2 separate regions of the Mus musculus genome follow, and region 1 is linked to region 2. A link is a contact called in public ChIA-PET data. All regions are on one chromosome and are shown on one strand. Each heading gives the region's core, a stretch centred on a gene start, on an enhancer-like site or on the middle of the called end of the contact. The rest is flanking DNA. Distances are from core to core; before and after follow the strand shown. Region 1 has its middle 2.9 kb from the start of Gm42407. Region 2 holds the start of Phf6 (PHD finger protein 6).

The links. ChIA-PET counts read pairs in DNA pulled down with a chosen protein or histone mark.
Region 1: an RNA polymerase II ChIA-PET map of memory CD8 T cells shows a contact between it and region 2, with 234 read pairs. The contact joins the enhancer-like site here to the promoter of Phf6 in region 2. A contact is called at or near these places in 2 of 39 promoter capture datasets (the C10 cell line and pre-B cells), 10 of 484 Hi-C or Micro-C datasets (CD4 T cells, cardiomyocytes, forebrain and 6 more), 4 of 115 datasets of contacts at active chromatin or transcription factors (CD8 T cells, effector CD8 T cells, embryonic stem cells and 1 more) and 1 of 9 other capture datasets (adipose tissue).

What each region holds. Positions count from the first base shown.
Region 1 is chrX:52,755,966-52,760,292 of GRCm38.p6, reverse strand. No RefSeq gene overlaps it. Among named protein-coding and RNA genes, the nearest start is that of Gm42407, 2.9 kb to the left of the region's middle. Within about 2 kb of position 2,917, at least 25 of the 459 cell types and tissues checked have an H3K27ac peak or open chromatin away from gene starts, as enhancers often do. A contact at or near this core is called in CD8 T cells, effector CD8 T cells, memory CD8 T cells and 2 more, where this site is marked.
Region 2 is chrX:52,909,489-52,913,811 of GRCm38.p6, reverse strand. It overlaps Phf6 (PHD finger protein 6), which reads right to left and starts at 1,598. Exons shown (of 11, transcript NM_027642.2): 1 at 1,376-1,598.

The sequences.
Region 1 (4,327 bases), core at 1,668-4,167, 150 kb after region 2:
CTGGCATTATTCATGTATTCTGAAACTCTGCTTTTAATAGTGGGCTACCTAGAAACACCAAAGAGCAGTAAACACAACAAACAAACAGAAGACCAGGAGTCTCAAAAAACTACAAGCACCCCCTCCCCATCACACATTGTACACTAGGTGGGCACTAAGAACTTTGAAAGTAAGGATAAAAGAAATTTCCGGTACTGTCCATAAAGTTTCCTTTATGGGTCTTTAAATAATGTAGCAATGCATCCGTTTTCATTTTAGAATTTTGGGAACAGATTCTGAGATTTAGGCTGTCGCTATCTAAGTCACATTTCCTCAAGTCAGACTAGTGTATAACTTTAAAAAAAAAATCCACAGTGGGTGAAACCATCCCCTTCGTACTTGGAATTTATTTATGTATTTTGATTTTTTTTTAGACATCTTAGAGTGAATCATGTAGACTGAATTCGTTAGAGAAAGTTCATGTCATGGTTATTAGAAGAGTTTTCTGAGCAGTTTGAAACAGTCTGTGTGCTGTGAGGTTGTGTCCAGGTTCAAGTTTCACAGCTATCTCCACTTTGAAACATAATAAAGAAAAGCCGTGATTTCTTTTCTTTTCTCTTCTTTTCTTTTCTTTTTTCTTTTTTTTTTTGTTCTTGTTTTTGTTTTCAAGTGAATTTTTTAAAATGAGGAATTAAGTGTGTTTTGTGCTTAAGTGCTTAGAATTCCAATATTTAAATTCTAGTGAAGCACTCTACTTTGAAACAGAAAGATCTGGGGATGGGGTGAAAGCAATTTGCTGATGAAAGACTCCTCCGGACAAGTTACTGCTGTCTCTCAGGCACAAAGGGTGACCTGCACTACCACTCAAGGCCAAGTTGGTAACCACACTTTGTTCAGTGGAATATTTTAGCATTATTCTATAGACTCCACTTGTAAAACAAAAGGGGCTAAACATGGCCTCTTTACACTAGTAACCGAACAATTCCAACTTTTGAAAGTACACATTCATTTAAGGTTCAAAATGAGGGCAGCAGAGAAGTTTTGTATTAACCTTCAAAGAACTTGGGATGTCACAATGTGACAATCAGGCATTACAAGCTAAAGCAGGGGGAATTTTTCTTGAATTCTGAGTTTTCCAAGTTCCAATTTGTGAAAACCAGAAGCCTTTTTTTGAATACAAGGCTGACATTATGAGAGAGACATTTTAGCGAGAAGATAAACATCTCATAAAGTGTATATTCGTAAGGTTTGTAGGTAGAAGGTTTGCCTATTGATGTCAGAGGCCGTAGGTCCAGCACTGGAAAAAAGAAAAAGAAAAAAAACCCTACACAATACAATTAGTAGGGTACAAGATAACACATACATGCTTCTCCTAAATTTCAAGTATGAAATAAAAATTTCACTATGAAATCAAAAGCAGCCTGCGCCAGGGATTACATCTGCAGTCTCAGCACTTCAAAGGCGGAGGCAGGAGAATCATCTTCGGCTCAAGAACAGTTTGGGTTGTATAGTAAGTACAGGGAAACCTGAGCTGCAGACAGAGATCCTGTCCAAAACAAACAAAAAGCAAAAGAAAGAAGTGCTCAGAGCCAAACACAGCAGTACCAATCTATGATCTTAGCACCCAAAAGGCTGACTTAGTAAAAGGACCACAAATTTTGGGCCAGCCTTGGCTACACAGTGGGATCCTGTCTCCAGAAAGTTAAGTAAATATCAAGTTAGCTCATGTCTGAGGACCCGAGTTTTAGTTTAGCTGCGTAACCTGAATAAGTTACTTAAGCATGCTGTGCTGAAGTTTCAGTTAAACAAGCTCTTTAAGAACCCCCCCCCCCCCGGGGCGTGGTGGCACAAGCCTTTAATCCCAGCACTTGGGAGGCAGAGGCAGGAGGATTTCTGAGTTTGAGGCCAGCCTGGTCTACAGAGTGAGTTCCAAGACAGCCAGGGCTAAACCCTATCTCAAAAACAAAAACAAAAAACAAAAAACAGGGGGCTGGTGAAATGGCTCAGTGGGTAAGAGCACCCGACTGCTCTTCCGAAGGTCCGAAGTTCAAATCCCAGCAACCACATGGTGGCTCACAACCATCCGTAACAAGATCTGACACCCTCTTCTGGAGTGTCTGAAGACAGCTACAGTGTACTTACATATAATAAATAAATAAATCTTTAAAAAAAAACCAAAAAACAAAACAAAACAAAAAAAAAACAAAACAAAAACCAAACCAAACAAAAGAACCCTCAGGGAAAACAAAAAACAAACAAACAAACACCAACAAGCTTCGTGGTGGTGGCACTTGGGAGGCAGAGGCAGATGGATTTCTGAGTTCGAGGCCAGCCTGCCTGGTCTACAGAGTGAGTTCCAAGACAGCCAGGGCTAAACCCTATCTCAAAAACAAAAACAAAAAACAAAAAACAGGGGGCTGGTGAAATGGCTCAGTGGGTAAGAGCACCCGACTGCTCTTCCGAAGGTCCGAAGTTCAAATCCCAGCAACCACATGGTGGCTCACAACCATCCGTAACAAGATCTGACACCCTCTTCTGGAGTGTCTGAAGACAGCTACAGTGTACTTACATATAATAAATAAATAAATCTTTAAAAAAAAACCAAAAAACAAAACAAAACAAAAAAAAAACAAAACAAAAACCAAACCAAACAAAAGAACCCTCAGGGAAAACAAAAAACAAACAAACAAACACCAACAAGCTTCGTGGTGGTGGCACTTGGGAGGCAGAGGCAGATGGATTTCTGAGTTCGAGGCCAGCCTGCCTGGTCTACAGAGTGAGTTCTAGGACAGCCAGTGCTACACAGAGAAACCTTGTCTCAAGGGAAAAAAAAAAGAACCCTCTGGGTTTGTAGTTTGGTTGATCTTACTAGTGCATAAATGTGGAGAAACAGCCAAACAGAGACATAAGCAAGGCCTATTTTTTGTGGCATATAGTAGTTGCTACAGGCAACCACCACAGAAAAGGAAATCGGTTGTGGCTAAATTTCTCACAGATCTGGAGGACTTGGAGCAGACAAGGCCAAGTTTGAACCTGTGTCATTAAGTCACAAAATGCTAGCCAGTTCTTTCTAACCAAATGGAAATAGAGCACAAGATGGATAGAGGGGACAGTTTTGTTTGTGGGGTAGAATTATGTTTCTTCCACGTGATCTTCCAATGTGGCTTTGGAGCTATGGTTCTGAGATAGCTTAGCTCTGAAATTCATATGTTGAACACCTGGTCTCGGATGTAACGGCCTTGAGAGGTTGTGAGGCTTTTAAGTGGCCTAGTGAATGGATTCGGGTCTATTTCCATGAGGGTGGGTTAGCTCTGTTGAGACTCAGTTATCTTCTCATGAGAATGGTGCAGTTACCTGAGCAGGTTTTTGTAAAGCAAGTGCGACAGCTCCCCTGGGCCTCTCTCACATGTGCCCTTCCACTTTCTGTCATAAACTCAAGCTTTATGAAGCTGAGAAGAAAGATAAAGAATACCATGCTCCTTGGCTTCCAGAAAAAGAGACTAAAACTGCCCCCCTCATGCTGGTTGTGGTGGCACACGCCTTTAATCCCAGCACTCTGGAGGCAGAGGCAGGCGGATTTCTGAGTTCGAGGCCAGCCTGGTCTACAAAGTGAGTTCCAGGACAGCCAGGGCTATACAGAGAAACCCTGTCTCAAAAAACAAAAAACAAAAAACAAAAAAAAAACCAACAAAAAAACTGCCCCCCTCTTACTCCCCCTCTCTGTCTTTTATATATATATATATAAACTACACAGCTGCTGATAATTTATTATACCAGGAGGAAGTGGATCAACAGTTTTTGCTCGGTTAAATGACCTTAGTTTCCTCAGTTGTAAAATGAGGAGACAGTAAAATTCTCAGTTCATGGAGTTGTTGTGTGCGTGTGTATGACACTTTGTATGCATTCAATACATATTAGCTATTGTTATGAAATGAACATAGAATGGACCCTTTATTAGCCGAGGTGGATTAATGATTTAGAAACCCAGGGAAAGCCTTGTTAACAGCTAAGAGCCATAGAGTAGATGTCGGATAATAAAGAGAGGGAGAGGGATAAATAAAGGAGCTGGAGCTGGTGAAGGAAGGACCATCTAGAGTGGTGCTCACTAGCCACCTCTGCTCCCAGTGCTTGCAATGTGTTTAGTCTGCAGTGAGGTGTGTTTTAAATATTCAATAAATGGCAGATTCGGAAGGATCATTATACCCCAAATGGTACTGTATCTATATATACCTCAAACATGTCATGTTAAAGAAAATACTCTGTTGAACTAATTCACTTGTTTTATCTATCTATCTATCTATCTATCTATCATCTATCTACCTATCTATCATCTATCTATCTATCTATC
Region 2 (4,323 bases), core at 349-2,848:
TTATGGGAAATACAGTTTAAATGTCTGAAAAAGAAACCCCGCTGAAACAATGAATGCATTTCCGATTTTCCAAGATGCTGTGAAGCATCGAGGTAGAAACCACCTGGATGACCAAGGAGGGCATTCGAGAACCAACTCGAGAGCTTAGTCAATGGCTAGTATCTTAAAAGAACGTTTTCTACCGAAAAAAACAAACAAAACAAAACTGCAGTTCCGGAAGATGAAAAACCTTCCGCATGCAAGCCAGTTGAAATTCACAGATATAAGTGCGATCCTCCAAAGATAACACGGTCTTTCTCTCAGCAAAGTTGCAGTGAAGAGAAATAAATGAATAGGAAATGTACCGGAAGGGCACCTGAATTTGGTTGCACGATATTATTACATGCTTCGCACTGCTTTTTTTTTTTTTTTTTTTGCGGTTATTCAAAAGGAAACTAAAGGAATTTTCCAGTTGTTTCAAGCCAAAGGGTAGTGAAGAAATTTGAACTGTATGAATAAGACCCGATATTACGTAGGAACCAGAGGAAAATTAAAGGCTTTTCAAACATCAAAAGATTTGTTTTTCACTTTCACACAGAATATCGAAACGAATAGAAACTGCAAAAGAACGCCGTGCTGTTCGCCCATGTAATAAAGGACCAGGCAGGAAACAGAGCGGATTCTCTCCGTTATGTATTCCCCAATCGCACACTAGCCTCCTAGATCTCCCTCTAACCAAGGCGCTGGATAAACTCGAAAAAGTCTCTTCCTTCCCAACACTTCAGTAGGTTCCTTTCAGCCAGAAAGTCGGGGTCCCCCCCCCCTCCGATTGTCCTTGGCCAAGTCTCTGGAATTCAGGAAAATATCACCTTCTTCACACTCCTCCCTTCCCCAGGAGTTCGTCCTCTAAGGACCTGACTCCGAAGCATCTCCTTATCCATCACTTTCGCCCGATTCCCCTTACTGGGGAGTTTTTCTTTTTCTCCCCCTCATTCCGTAAGGCTTACCCTCATGCCATCCTAACCATTTTTTTTTTCTCTTACACTTCGGAAGTAGTCACCCTCCTTACCACTGAAACCATCTAAGCGTCAGCAGAGTTTTTTTTTTTTTGAAGCCCCCATCCCAGTATTTCTCTCCTCCGATGTGAAGCCCCCTCCCCCGAAGTCTAGGCTGCCGCCTAACATGTCCCTCAGCGCCCCCACGGCACTAGGTCGCCAGCCTCTGTAGGGAGCACCGACAATGCGCGGCGCCTCTGGGGGTCCCTGACAATGAAGGAGACCACCGCCAGTCCCCCCCGTAACAACGGGCAGGGGCGGCGGCCTGGCCACCGCCATCCTCTTCGTCTTCTCCCGCCAGAGAGAGAATGGGGGGCCCCTGGCTACCGCGGGGAACTCACCAGTGGGGCTCACGGCTGGGCGAAGGGAGGACAGCGCCCACGAGGGAAGACGGGGAAGGCGGGAGTCGGTTCTCCGGCACTGCCGAAGAGCGGGGCTCTGTCGCCAGGGGTAGTTTCCTTTCATTCGAGGAGAGACGGGCTCGCCGAGCGCCCTTACGTTGCCTCCCTCCGTACGCACACGACCCACAGGACGTTGAGACGTCTCGAGCGCGCCGGGCACTCTGATTGGCCACCGAGCCGGGGCGGTTGAAGCCGCCGAAGGACGGCGCACGCGCGCAGACCGGCCCCTCGAAAGGTTCGGGGTGCCCCGCCTCCTGCTCGCGCGCGGACCTTCTATTCTCCGCTCTGCCGCCCGGCTGAGGCTTGGGGGGCAGGAGTGGAGGAGACGGAGAAAGAGATTTGAAGAGAAAGCTAGGCACTGGGAGGAGAAGGCGTTGGGTTGGGGCCAGAAAGCCTGGGACCAGGTCCTGGGGAACCGGTTTTCCCGCGAAGCAAATGCACAGGCCTTAGCCCTTGCACTTGTTCGTCGAGGCCTTTTTACATCCATTATTTCATTGTACTCTCCTGGCATCCCTGTGGGGTCCTCCTTTCGCCTGATTTCACTGCCGGCAAAGAGCTCCCAGTGCAGTTTTCTTATTTGCATGGCCGTCTTTGGGCTAATCGTTTTAATCACTCAACCTTTTTTTTTTTTTTTTTTTTTTTTTTTTTGGAGGAGGAGGACGGAATGTCTTGGAAATGAGGATGAAATACCTTCCAAGTTTATTGTGAAGAAGACTAAGGATGCAACTGAAGCATGTATTACCGTAATAGCTGGCTGACTCTTTGTAAATGCTGGAGTTGCCATAATCAAAAAAGATGAGTGATTTTCTTTATATTCCACACAAATGAGCTACATACCTAAACCAGTGCGCGCTCTCTCTCTCTCTCTTTCTCTCTCTCCCTCCCTCCCTTTCTCTCTTAGCTTATTGGAGGCATACTCCTGACTGTGACTCTCAGCTCCCTCACTTCTAGCTCTGTGACCTTGATCACGTTGTATTACCTCTCGTCCCTCAGACTTATCAATTCTAAAATGGAGAACGCAATGGTCTCCCTCACAAAATGTTGTGAGAAATGAGTTAATATGTACAAATCACATTAATGTCTGGGGACATAGTATACTTTATGTGAGGGTCAACTTTTGTTATTTTCTTCTGGCCTCTGTGAGGGGAAACCATTTTTTAAAAAGAAAAAAAAATCTAACGAACCAGCGAGGCTTTAAAAAGCTGTCTGATTTAGCCATGTTTCCTGCAATGGGAGTGAATTTACACTCTGGATCCAATGTTTTTACATGTTGTTCCATCAATCTTTATGGGTTTTTTTTTCTTTTCAAGGTCAACCTTAAATTTCATTGCACAAGAAACCAGTAATCATAGTGGTGTAACATTGATTCATTCACATGGAACTCAATGAGGACCTACAAATCAATCATTTAGCTTTAAGGTATCTTTCTGTAGTGCAGGTGCTGAGTTATCTATCTGTCCTGATTTTAGCACCTAGACCTGTGCTCCCCCCCCCTTACTTCACATCTCTCCTGTGCTGTAGAAGCATCGGGCACCAGTTGCTTTGCCCTACCTTGCCTTCACTCTTAAAAGATCCACCTGCTTCCACTGCCCTTTGCCTGCGGTTACTCTTTAAGGTAGTGACTAGAGATTTGCATAGGAAGATCCACAATGAGTATTCCATTTAAACTGTATGTAAATCAGAGGCCTTCCACCACCATCTCCCAAGTTTTATAGGTTTATTGATGCCACAATCATACAGATAAATATGTAAGAGAAAATGCACTTGAACAGCATAGGTCTTTTTGACACCCTAGTCCCACATTTTTACCATTCTTTCATCCACTCTTTTATTCATGCACTTACTTGAACACAATTTAAGCCAATAAAAGTTTGCAAAACGAAGTTCCAAGCCAAAAGGAAACAGATTAATCTGACACAAGCCCATTGAGTTCACGATCTAAATACTGAGGCCATCAAGTAAACCAATACGGAATGATGTGCTGAAGGTGCACACCTAAGGAAGAGTCGTACACTGCCCGATGTGTACAAAGCACTGTGGTCAGCTACAGCACAATAATGATTAAGACACAGCTTTTGCTTTCAGCTCATTACAGTCTACTAAGAAAAAGACAAATGGCTACAACAGGAGATGTAAGCAGTAAGTACCTTACAGACAGGGAGAAGTAAAAGAGAGTTCCTAGAGTGTTATCAGTGGATTCAGTTACCTTCGGGCCCAGGCGTGGTAACCAGTCCCAATTAGCATGACTGATGGATGCAGCCTGTTATTTCCTGCTCTTAGTGCCTGGGGATCTAGCATAGGCCACACTGATCTCCTAGTGATTCACCAGTACCAATCCTCTTCTACTCTTCTCCTTCGGGCTCCAGTTACTGCTTTTTTTGTACTTCATACTCAGCAACGGTCCCAACATCATCTAATACATCCATCTCACTCTGATCCAATTGGCTCTGCCCTGGGGCACCAGTTGCTTTGCTCTAGCTTGCCTCTACTCTCAAAAGATCCATCTGCTTCTACCGTCCTGTGCCTCTGGTTACTCTTCAGCCATTTATTCAACAAACATTACAGGTGGCTTCTGTATAGCAACTAGTATTGGAGGTTATAGAGACTTGAAAGGGGACATGGCATAGCTCCTTACTAACACAGCAAGTGGACGCTGGATGTGACTGAGGGTGCTCAACTATAACCCCTGCTCTCAGGAATTAGAGGCAGGAGGACCTTGAGATTTCCAAGCTAGCCTGAGCTACACCGCAAGATCCTGACTCAAAAATCAATGTGCAGCTAGAGAGATGGCTCAGAAGTCAAGAGCACTGGCTGTTTTGGCAGAAAACCTGGATTTAGTCCCTAGGACTCACAACCACCTGTAACTTGAGTCCCAGGGGGACCAATGT